Linked DNA regions of Mus musculus: region 1 is linked to region 2. A link is a contact called in public HiChIP or PLAC-seq data. All regions are on one chromosome and are shown on one strand. Each heading gives the region's core, a stretch centred on a gene start, on an enhancer-like site or on the middle of the called end of the contact. The rest is flanking DNA. Distances are from core to core; before and after follow the strand shown.

Region 1 (5,293 bases), core at 554-3,053, 290 kb after region 2:
GGATACAAAGAGACAGCCTCCCCCACCCCCGCCCCCTTCCAGCCTGCATATCCATTGGGTATGGTGGTCGGAAGAAGGATGCAGGGGGCTGTGGTCCTGCCTCTGTCTCCCACTTGATGCCTTAGTTCCAGGAGGAAGTCTCGTGTGTGTTTGCACACTGCCGTCTTTCTGTGCACCTGCAGGGCAGGCACCTAACATGGCCTCCCTCAGGGTTCCCCACACCTGTGTTGTCTGTCATTTGCTCCATCTCTCTGTGTGCTTGCTGGCCTTCAGCTCTGTGCTCTTCAGGTCTCCCTCTTTGAAGACACTGAAGGGACACACCTCATTGCTGCCTTCCTCAGTAGAAGTTGTGTTTTGAAATGAGGCAAGGTGTGAGCAGGGTTGCTTTCCCAGTTATTCATCCACTTGCAGACGATTCAACAAAGAACTAGGCCTGGAAGTACTGACCACGGGAGCACTTAGCAAGACCTTAAGACAAAGAATTTAGGAACAGAGGGCTAGAGAGATGGCTCAGTGGGCAAAGTGCTTGCCATGCAAACCCAAGCCTGGTTCCCAGCACCCGTGTAAAAAACGGGGTGAAAGCAAGGTGCTGAGGTATGTACCCACATTCCTGGTGCTAGGGAGGCAGAGGCAGGAGGTGGAAGATTTCTAGGACTGAAGGTGAGCTCCAATTTCAGAGAGAGGCCGTGTCTTGAAAAAGGCAGAAAAGCTATCGAAGACGCTAGACAGTGTCTTTGGCTTCCACATGTACACATGAAGATGTACCCTCCACACCGCCATGAGCCACAAAGACAGACACACAAGAGAATCTAGGGATGAGAATCATTTTCAGAAAGCTGAACCAAAGAGTCCCACGAGCAGCCGCCCACGTTAACACGCCTGACCATCTCGCGACCGTGGATTTCCTAAGATGGGCAATGCGGGTCACCAGCCTCCGGTATCCCAGGTTGGCCGTTCCGAATCAGTTGTTTAGTTCCCAGTGAAGAGATCCCCCCTCCGGTGCTGTCTGGGTCGTAAGAGACATTTCCTGGAATGCACAGCCCATGTGCTGCCCACATAATGGCTGGGCCAGAGAGGAAGGTTGCCTCAGTTACAAAGAAGCACGGGCGGCGTACAGGCAGAGCAGAAGAGAAAAGGAGAGCCCTCACTTGACACCCTGTGACCCCAGCTGGTGGAGCTGAATGCTGGAGAGGCAGGGCTGGAATTGCAGTCACTTTAGATTATTTGGAGTGAGGAGAGGCAGGGAAAAAAAGGGTCTGTTGACTACAGGAAGCTGAATTCTTCCCCTACTGAAAAGCTTATTAGCGGAAGGGGAAAAACAATTACTTGACTTTGCCGGGCTCTCCGCGGCTGGGACTCGGGCCTGTGGCAGCAACCCTGCCACCCGAAGCCTTGGACTTACCCCGGACCTAGAGTGCTTCTGGGATCCACCCTTCCCGAAAAGATCATGGAGACATAAAAAGGGGAGGGGGGTGCAAGCATTGTCCTTTGTCCTGGCTTTAAAGCCTGGTAAGTTTCCGGCTTAAATGATATCTGGGATGTCATTTTCCAGCGGGGCAGAGAGTGAGGCACTATTTCATTTGCCTAGAAACTCAAATATCTGGGGTGTTGGGGGCCAGCCCTGTTTCTGAGTGCAGGCTTTTAGGTTTGTCTCTGGTGAGCTTGGTTCTGATTCCTGTTTGTCTTTTCTCTGAAAACACTGAGTCGCCGGCTAGAGACTCCCTGTCTCCACGTGGCTCCCTTCATGAGCAGAGCAAAATGCCAGCCTCCTCCTTTGGTCACGTGATCCTTGCTTGACTTGAGCGCTGTCCCCTCCTCCCCTTTATGGCCCTCATCTTCCAGTGAGCTCCCTTGATGACCAGTCCGTCTCTGAGCCTATCTCTTGTCGTCACTTCCTCTAAACAGAATTCCTCCTCTACACGCATGCAGAGCCCGCGGGTGACCGGGTTTCTGCAAACCGTCCTTTCCCTCCCCAGTGTCTTATGCTCGTGTAACACATGTTCTCTCCTTCGGACCACGCTGCTTATTTACTCTTTTTGACTTTTCTAAATGAGAAAGAAGTCTCTGATTTTGCTCAGCCCCCACCCCCACGCCCTACCCCGCAACTACAGCTACCCATTTTACCTAGATACCTCTTTGGCCCAGCAGCGCTTGTCTGCTGTCTCTTCAACCTCCTCACTCTTTCTCAAAGGCCCGGTGCATCCTATCTTCTCTCAGGACACTTCCTGTTTCTGACTCTTCACTGAAGTCCTTTAGTATCTCTGTCAGTCCATAGGGTATTAGCACCTTTTGGAGAGAACTCTGTATGCTTTCTTAATTGAAAAATGTTTTTATTTTATTTTACGTGTGTGTGGGGGGGTTGGGGTGTGTGTGTGTGTGTGTGTGTGTGTGTGTGTGTGTGTGTGTACCATGTGCATACAGTGCCCATGGAGGCCAGAAGTGGGTACTGGATTCCTGGAACTGGAGTTACAGGCAGTTGTTAATCACCATGTGGATGTTGGGAACCAACCCCCAGTCCTTAGTCAGAGCAGCAAGTGGCCGCACCAACTGAGACACCTCTCCAGCCCCACCCATTCTCCACATTTTAAGATCCACTCTCCTCTAGTTTCCCCTTCACTGGCTATTGTCCATTCCCCACCCCTTTCTACATAGTGGTGGCACTGAGTATGTGGCGGGGTTGGGTATCTTTCCTTGTCCGCTTTTTTTGGACACTGTCCTCTCTGACATTGCTTGGAGCCTCGGCCGTTTGATTCCCTTCCTTCTTACAAGCCCGTGCCAGACCATGAAGCAAAACCTTCCCTTGGTCTGCAGTCTCTTTCCCTTACTCTCTTTGTGCTAAGGGTCCATCTTCCCCTTGGAAAAAGTGGGAAGGATCCCACATGAGGTATTTTCCCCATTGCTAGAGTTGTAGAACATTCGCCAGTTTCGGCGCTTACACGAAGGACCTCAACACCCCGGGTTAGCGATTGAAAAGAAGCTTTGTGCTCCAAACCACCATCCGTTACACGCGCGTTTAGTACCAGTTCTTTGTCACCTATACTTTGTCACAGACCTATCCTTTTCATCCCAAATCGTCTCGCATCTCACGGGCCTTGTTTTGTCTTTGGGGTTGAGTATTCCCTCTTCCAGTGCCACCCCCACCCCACCCCACCCCACCCCAGCACTGTAGCATATAGGTGTAAGCCTCCATATTGGCTAACATTTACTGTAGTGTTGGCTGTGGGTGAGGATCACTGCTCTTTATAGCTGTGTGCTGAGATGTGGTGCTGTGCGGGCTGGGGACAGCAGTGGGATCTGTTGCTTCCCAGAGATGCCAAGCCTTTCTTAGAGCTCGGAAACTCCTTCTCGGAAGAGACACCCAGCACGTGAGCTAGAATCTTAAGGCTTGATTTAAAACACAGCAGCAGTGTGGGAAGACCAGAGGAGGAGCTGCTGTGGGTAGCGTCTCTGTGAAAGAAGGCATGGATGTGGGTTACCATTTTGCCTTACACCCTAGACAATACTGTTCTATTGTATAGGATCCAAATCGACAGAACAAGGCAAAGACAGGAGAGGTTTTGCATAGACCTGTTGGCGCGGCTTTCCAAGTTCCTCCGCAGGAGGAGGAGGAAGAGGCAAGCATTTTCTCCCTTCAGTACAGAACTGCACAAGGTGCTGTATCAATGACAACTTAGCCATCCCATCTGCTTGTCCCCACCACGAGTGCAGGAAAAGCGCTTGGGCCAGAAAACATTTGGTTTGTCCCCTGCTCCTCTTCTACCTTACTTTAGCTTGCTTAGGAATTGGCGACAGAAACGTGTTGTTCCTATGGCCTGTCTGTCTGTCTGAGACTAGAGACCTGATGGTTTGGGAGACCGGCCTAGGTTTTGACTTTACACGTGGCAGCATAGTCTTCACATGTTAGGTGTGGCTGTCCGGTTTCTTTCCTGAGCTGGCTGCCTTGTGTATACTAGGCAGCGTGCTGTGGTATTTTAAGATTCTCCAGGCGTGTGGAGATGGAGGAGTCTCTTCTAGGTTACCTCCAGGATCTGTACGTGTATCTGCCATCGCACCGTGACCTGTGTTACCTCGAACACCCTTTGACCTCCCTTGCACGCACTTGGGTCTGCCCGAGGACGGAGAGCGAGTTTAGCCAGTGTTTCTCTGGGTGACATGGCCCTGAAGTCAGCCCGACTTCTGTCCCGTCAGACTTGGTTTGGCATGAGTAAGCCTTTGTTTGTGCTTTGTTTTCATGAATAGCTTGTTTTACCAGCTGTGCGTCTAAGTGGCTTATGATCCAGCAGAAGCGGCCCATTGACAGTCAGTGCCTCTCTGCCTTGCCATCCGCTGCTAGAAGTAAAAGAGTATTTGTGTCTGAGCTCCGTGCTTCGTGGGGGTAAGGCTGCTTTCTGAATGATCACCTTCCTCAAACGAGAAGATGGTCTTCAGAGCAAGGTGACAACCATGCTGGGAATCCAGGTCTGCCACCTATGTGCCATGTGACCCAAGACCTTGTGAGCCAGGGTTTTGTTTTTCTCTATTTGTATAGTCTGTTTTGAAGGCCAGAAACAAAAACAGTTGCCTGCTTCTCCCTTAATTTGCCTTTTTCAAAAATACCTTAAAAAAAAAATCCATAGCTCACTTTGGTGTTGTCAAGCCTTGCCTTCCTCGGTCTTATAAACACCCGGGGTCTGCAGGGCAGCTGCCGCCCTCCCTTCCCATGTCCCGGTTCCTGTATGCACTGCATCCATCACGGCTGCTGTTCCCGTCAGGAGAGCCATCCCTCAAGGTTCTTGCGTTTGCCCATTAGGTTCTAATCACCTCTCTTTAGTACCATTTCTGGTACATCCTGTTCATTTCCCACACACCTTCTTCATTTGTACATAGATGCCGGAGCCAGCTCACAGCCCTCCCCGCCCCCATGTCGTTTTGCATTAAGTATAAGATCTCCAGTGAGTCAGTTTTGACTCTGAAGGGCATACCAGTCTTCTATAACGGAAAACACTAGGGGTGTGTGTGTGTGTGTGTGTGTGTGTGTGTGTGTGTGTGTGTGTGTGTGTGTCTGTGTGTGTGTGTGTGTGAGAGAGAGAGAGAGAGGGAGAGAGAATGGATGTGTGTGTACACCCCCACACACACGCACACGCTTGCTTTAATGTACTCTATCACTCATGTATGTTTATCTATTTTGTCTTCTCCCCTTCAACTGTGGAGGCTTGGCAGTGTTTATTTGAAGCAGGGTGTTATTGAAAGACAGATGCTGTAGGGACTGCTTGGGCCTCACACCTGGAATGTTAAAAAGCTCTCAGGCAGATCT
Region 2 (5,274 bases), core at 461-2,960:
AGTCTGTAGAGTAGAACTGAGCTGACTCTACTTTGTGCACTTTAGTGGGAGGAAATCTGTGGTTTGATTGTAGCTATTCCCTCCATTCTTATATCCATGCAGACATCACTAATCAATTGCAGACACCCATTGTCACTAACCAGGCAGCAGCTTCTGTTTCCTAATATTAGGTTCCAAGGATCCCAGATTTCCTCAAAGCATTCTTCCAACTTGACTCTGACAGGTTCAGCTAGGAAGTCTTTCCTCAATCTACTAGACATTCTCTATATTTGACTCCTCCATTCAAATTGCTATCCTCTTTCAAGGCCCCCTTTAAAATATCTGACCTACTTAACAAGGCTTCTCAATCACTTCTTGTTGCTGCTGTGTTTTTTTATTTTAAGATTTATTTGTTCTTATGTGTCTGAGTGTTTTGTTGTATGTCTATATGTGTACAAGGTATGTGCAGTGTCTGCAGTTTCCAGAAGAGGACATTGGATGCCTGGAACAGAAGTTATAGACAGACGGTTGTAAACTGTCATGTGGGTGCTGGGAACTGAACCCAGGCCCTCTAGAAAAGCACTTTTAACTGCTGAGCCATCTCCCTAGCCCCTGGTATTATTATAGGTTTATCTTCATACTATTTGACTCTTTCCAAGGTAACATAATTCATTGCAGAAATTTTATAAACTATAGTATGCAGGAAAGTAGAAAAATTAACTTATTAGTAATGTATACTGATATATAAATGTCCAAACAAAATATATAAATATTTCTTGTTTTTATTGTAAAATATTTAAGTACAAGGGCTCCAGATATAGCTCAGAGATAGAGCACTTAATTGGCTACATCAAATCCATATATATAGTCATTTGTTATTAAAATATATTATATATATAGTCATTTGTTATTAAAATATATTATATATAGTCATTTGTTATTAAAATATATAGATATGATTACATCCAAAGTGAGTGGATTTATACTATATGGTATGTAAGGTACACCTTAATAAAAAGATTGTTTGTCATCAGACATATTGATGCAAATCTTTAATCCAGGCACTAGAAAGGCAGATCTCTATGACTTTGAGGCCAACCTGATATACCTGGAGAATTCATAGTGAGGCACTGTCTCAAAAGGACAAAAACAAAATTGCTCTATACATTGTAGAGCATACAGAATTTGCATTCCAGCTTCATATGTATTTATAAATAAAAATATAGGTCTCATATTTTATGTTCCCTATAAAGCAAACCCTTAGATCCAAGGCATGCAGTTGAGTAGTCTTGAAGCATAACTATATTTCCAATATTGTGTGTGTGTGTGTGTGTGTGAGAGAGAGAGAGAGAGAGAGAGAGAGAGAGAGAGAGAGAGGGCAGCAAACACTCCTAATCACTGAGCCATCTCTCCAGCCCCTGTATTTCCAGTATTCTGATGATATCTCAAGGTGTTTGCCCCCCTTTCTTAATGTTTTAATTACAACTGGGATATAATCATTGTACTAAGTGATTCGTCCAATTAAAGGACACTATTCGAAGAGTGTCAATGGGTTCACAGGGCTGTGTGGTCGTACTACATTCCCTGTTCAGATATTACTGTCATCTTCATCCAGCGGGAACTCTCTTTCACGTTCCCATCTAACCCCCTCAGGCCTAGGCAACTTCTGATCTACTTCCTGTCTCTGGACACTTCTGTATAGAGAGCACATCCTATAAATAGAATCATTTAGTATGTGCATATTTGACTGGCTGCTTCCTTAGCCTGGTCCTCTGTGTCACAGCCTTCTGCCAATCATTTTTACTGCAAGGTAATATTCCATTGTATTCGCCCATATTATTCTGTTAATAATTTCTGTTTCATTTTCATACTCCTGAGGGTGATCTACATGTAACTCCAGTCAGGATGGTGTTCATGTTTCACGTCTGTCCATACGTCAGTTGCCCCCATCGTTACTTTTGCTGAATTAGGATGAATTTACAGAAAAATCCAGTTGAGTTCAATGGGTGTATATTGAATATTGAAATTTGCAAGTTTTTTTTCTTTGCTAGAAAGTGCTGAAGATATGAAGGTCAATGGATCTAGACTTCTTTATAGACTATGGACAACAAATTATAGCTGTCAGTCACTCTGATATCACCCGCCTCTAGCTGACTTACATTTATCCATATGTAAATGTATTGGTGTCTTTCAACCTTGCTTTGTGAGTTTCTGATTATACCATGTTGTTTAAGTCACCCGGAACAGAAACTGTGGGTTCTATTTCTAGTCTAGTAGAGTAATGCAGTGAAAATTAGAGCAGTGACCATGTACTGTGCCCTTTTTCATATTAATATGCAAAACAGTGTTTAAGGGAGGCACGACTTTCACTAATGACTTTCACTAATGACTAATAACAACCCAAGGGTCAGAATGATTCAAGGCAAGTTGCTGGTGAGAAACATGGGTAAGACTTGAACCCAGGGCTGACTTCTTCAAAGCTTACACAGTTGACTGATGGGCCAGAATATCCCCAACTATATAGAGGACGTCCTTCGCTGTCAGGAGGTCACACAGTTCAGATGGTCCTCTGGGCAGCAAAGCTGTATCTTTATCTGGTAACCTGTGCTGATCTATGATAATGAAGAGGTGTAACCAAAAAACCCTGAAGCCTTCATTCATGGGCATTTGTAGCTGTGTGGATTCTGATATTCGGTTCATGGTAGTGGTAAATATGGCTTCTTAAAGGGCTCCCTCTGCCGCAGACAAGAAGACATGAGATAGCATTTTTGGAAGTGACCATTTAGTAATCTCAATATAGAAAATACACTTAGGGGGCTAGAGAGAAGGCTCAGCAGTTAAGAGCACTGACTGTTCTTCCAGAGGTCCTGAGTTCAAGTCCCACCAACCATATAGTGGCTCACAACCATCTGTAATAGGATCTGATGTCTTCTGATGTGTCTAAAGACAGCTACAGTGTACTTATTTAGGAACTACTTAGCCTAACAGGTTCGAGGGACCAGAGCAGTCTGTCGTATCATAGAGTCTGAAAACTTGGGCTTCCATGATTGTCCAGCGACTTTTCCAAGACAAGCATGACTACTTTGCTGTCACTTCAACAATAAGGCAGGTTACAACTGTTCGTCTGCTTATGGAGATGTTCGACATATACTAAATAATAATTATTGTTTCTTTCCTAGTCACTGACAGGATAGAATCCTGGGTGAAGAGCTTGGAACATCTAATTAATTCATTGGCACTGAAACAAAATTGCAGGCTGAAAAGTTAATTGTGAAACAGTCAGAGACGGAGAGGTAGGAAGGTGTTTTGAGTAGTGGTGTCGTCCTGAACTCCACGTAAGAAAGAGAATAATAAACACCAGGTAGGCAATGTAGCACACACTGGGAATCCCAGCACCAGAGAGGTGGATGTGGAAGGATCAGAATTTCAGGGTCATTCCCCGAGGCATAGCAAGTCTGAAGCAGTCTGGCCTACACAGCAGTGTCTAAAACAAAACAAAACAAAACAAAACAAAATCAAATAAATCCATTACATGTACCGACAACTCTATGAGCTGCCAAAAATAGTGAAGCAGGAGAGGCCTATTTAGCTGTCACTGGGTGGACATCATTCAACTATTAGTTGAATGACAGACAGCCCAGGATATGTGTCCAGTGTGACTAGCTGCGTTAATTGACCAAAAAGTGTTAGTGTTACACAGAATAGTTATCTTGTTTTTCAGTACTTGGTATTCAACCTAGAACATCTTCTATGTTAAGTAAGCACTCTCCCTCTCGGCTGCATCCCCAACCCTTGTTTGGGGATGTTTAGAGCAATGTGCAAATGATATTTACAGCATGAACAAAGTCCCAAGTACTAGTAATAATTACAGAATAATTGATGTATCAATTCATATTATTATGTTAACCTATTCAAATGAAATATTAATACCGTTAATATAATTGGTAAATGTTATAATATTATAATAATTGATGGCATGAACATCTGTGCTAATTATAATATATTAACATAATAAAAATAAAATATGTTAATGTAGTTAAAGTAACTGTGAGGCAAGCTTTATATTAGGTCTCACACACATATGTATAGTGTGTGTGTATTTGTGTATATATACATATATATACATATATATATATACATTTGTATGCGTGTATAGTGTATGTAAACGCACAAATGCATGCACATGTATAAACATCTCATTTAACCCTTATAAACCGACTCTGAGGGCATCAGATCCCCTAGAACTGGGGATTCAGGCTCCATTGTGAGCTTCCATGTGGGTGCCGAATAGCAAGTGCAGCTTCTCTCTGAGAGCGTCCAGTTCTCCTGACCTCTCAGCCTTCTCTCCAGCTCCAGCCACTCTGCCCATGTTTCAATACTGAGTTGTTAGCTTAGCATGCAAAGTGCTTGGTTTCGTCAAAGCCTCTACATACATGTCCTCACACTTTGTCCTCTGTCCCTCTCTTCCCCTCCTGCCCTTCCCCATCCCCCTGTAGACAATCCCTCTCTAATGCCAATTAGAGTAGCACAAAGTCCAGGGGTTTTCAGTCACACACAGCCTGTCTATACCACTTAAGTCATCTCTTAAGAGACTGCTGAGCATTTAGAACCATAAGAAGCATCCAGAGCTGCCCCCAACCAGGGTCTAACACTCAGGTAGCTCCATGTAACTGGGGAAATTCTACCGATAACAAAATGCTTGTGTCAAACAGGGATGAGTTCAGCTCCCTGGGGAAATGTTGGATACTTGTCCCTGCTTTGCATATTGAAAGTCCTCTTAAGACTGTAAACAAGGGCCTGGGATATGGCTCAGTGGTTAAAGGGGCTTGCCACCAAGCCTCATGACCTGAGTTCAAATTCCTGGTCCTACCTAGTGGAGGGATAAAATAGACCACTGAAAGTTGTTTTCTGATCTCACATGTGAGCTATGGTACTCACATCTTGAGCTGTGGTACTTGAAACCCCACCCTATACACATATGGATGAATATAATTTAAAAATTGTTACTTTTTTTTAAGCAAGAGAGCAAAAGGATATCCCCTGGCCTGATATAGATCAAAGGCTGAAAATCCTATAAAGGTATTGTAATAAAGCTATAAGGGTTTACTGCCCATACCATCTTTGTTGCAACAACTCTGTTATTTTTGAGGTTATTAGATACATAGCTGATATGTTAATGAATGAACATGGAAATGTTTCAATAGAACTTTATTTACAAAATTAGGAAGTGGGCCAGATTTATCCTATAGGCAATCATTTACTAATGTCTAGACTAAGTCATCCCCTTGATCAAGT

The links. HiChIP or PLAC-seq counts read pairs in DNA pulled down with a chosen protein or histone mark.
Region 1: a contact with region 2 is called in an H3K27ac HiChIP or PLAC-seq map of microglia, with 5 times the contacts expected there. The contact joins two enhancer-like sites. A contact is called at or near these places in 1 of 484 Hi-C or Micro-C datasets (trophoblast stem cells), 2 of 115 datasets of contacts at active chromatin or transcription factors (bone marrow-derived macrophages and microglia) and 3 of 9 other capture datasets (adipose tissue, embryonic stem cells and liver).

What each region holds. Positions count from the first base shown.
Region 1 is chr8:108,899,593-108,904,885 of GRCm38.p6, forward strand. The region is part of intron 4 of Zfhx3 (zinc finger homeobox 3); the gene reads left to right. Among named protein-coding and RNA genes, the nearest start is that of Mir3108, 35 kb to the right of the region's middle. Within about 2 kb of position 1,804, at least 20 of the 459 cell types and tissues checked have an H3K27ac peak or open chromatin away from gene starts, as enhancers often do. A contact at or near this core is called in microglia, where this site is marked.
Region 2 is chr8:108,614,286-108,619,559 of GRCm38.p6, forward strand. It overlaps a transcript of Zfhx3 not described here. Among named protein-coding and RNA genes, the nearest start is that of Lncbate1, 32 kb to the left of the region's middle. Within about 2 kb of position 1,711, at least 2 of the 459 cell types and tissues checked have an H3K27ac peak or open chromatin away from gene starts, as enhancers often do. A contact at or near this core is called in microglia, where this site is marked.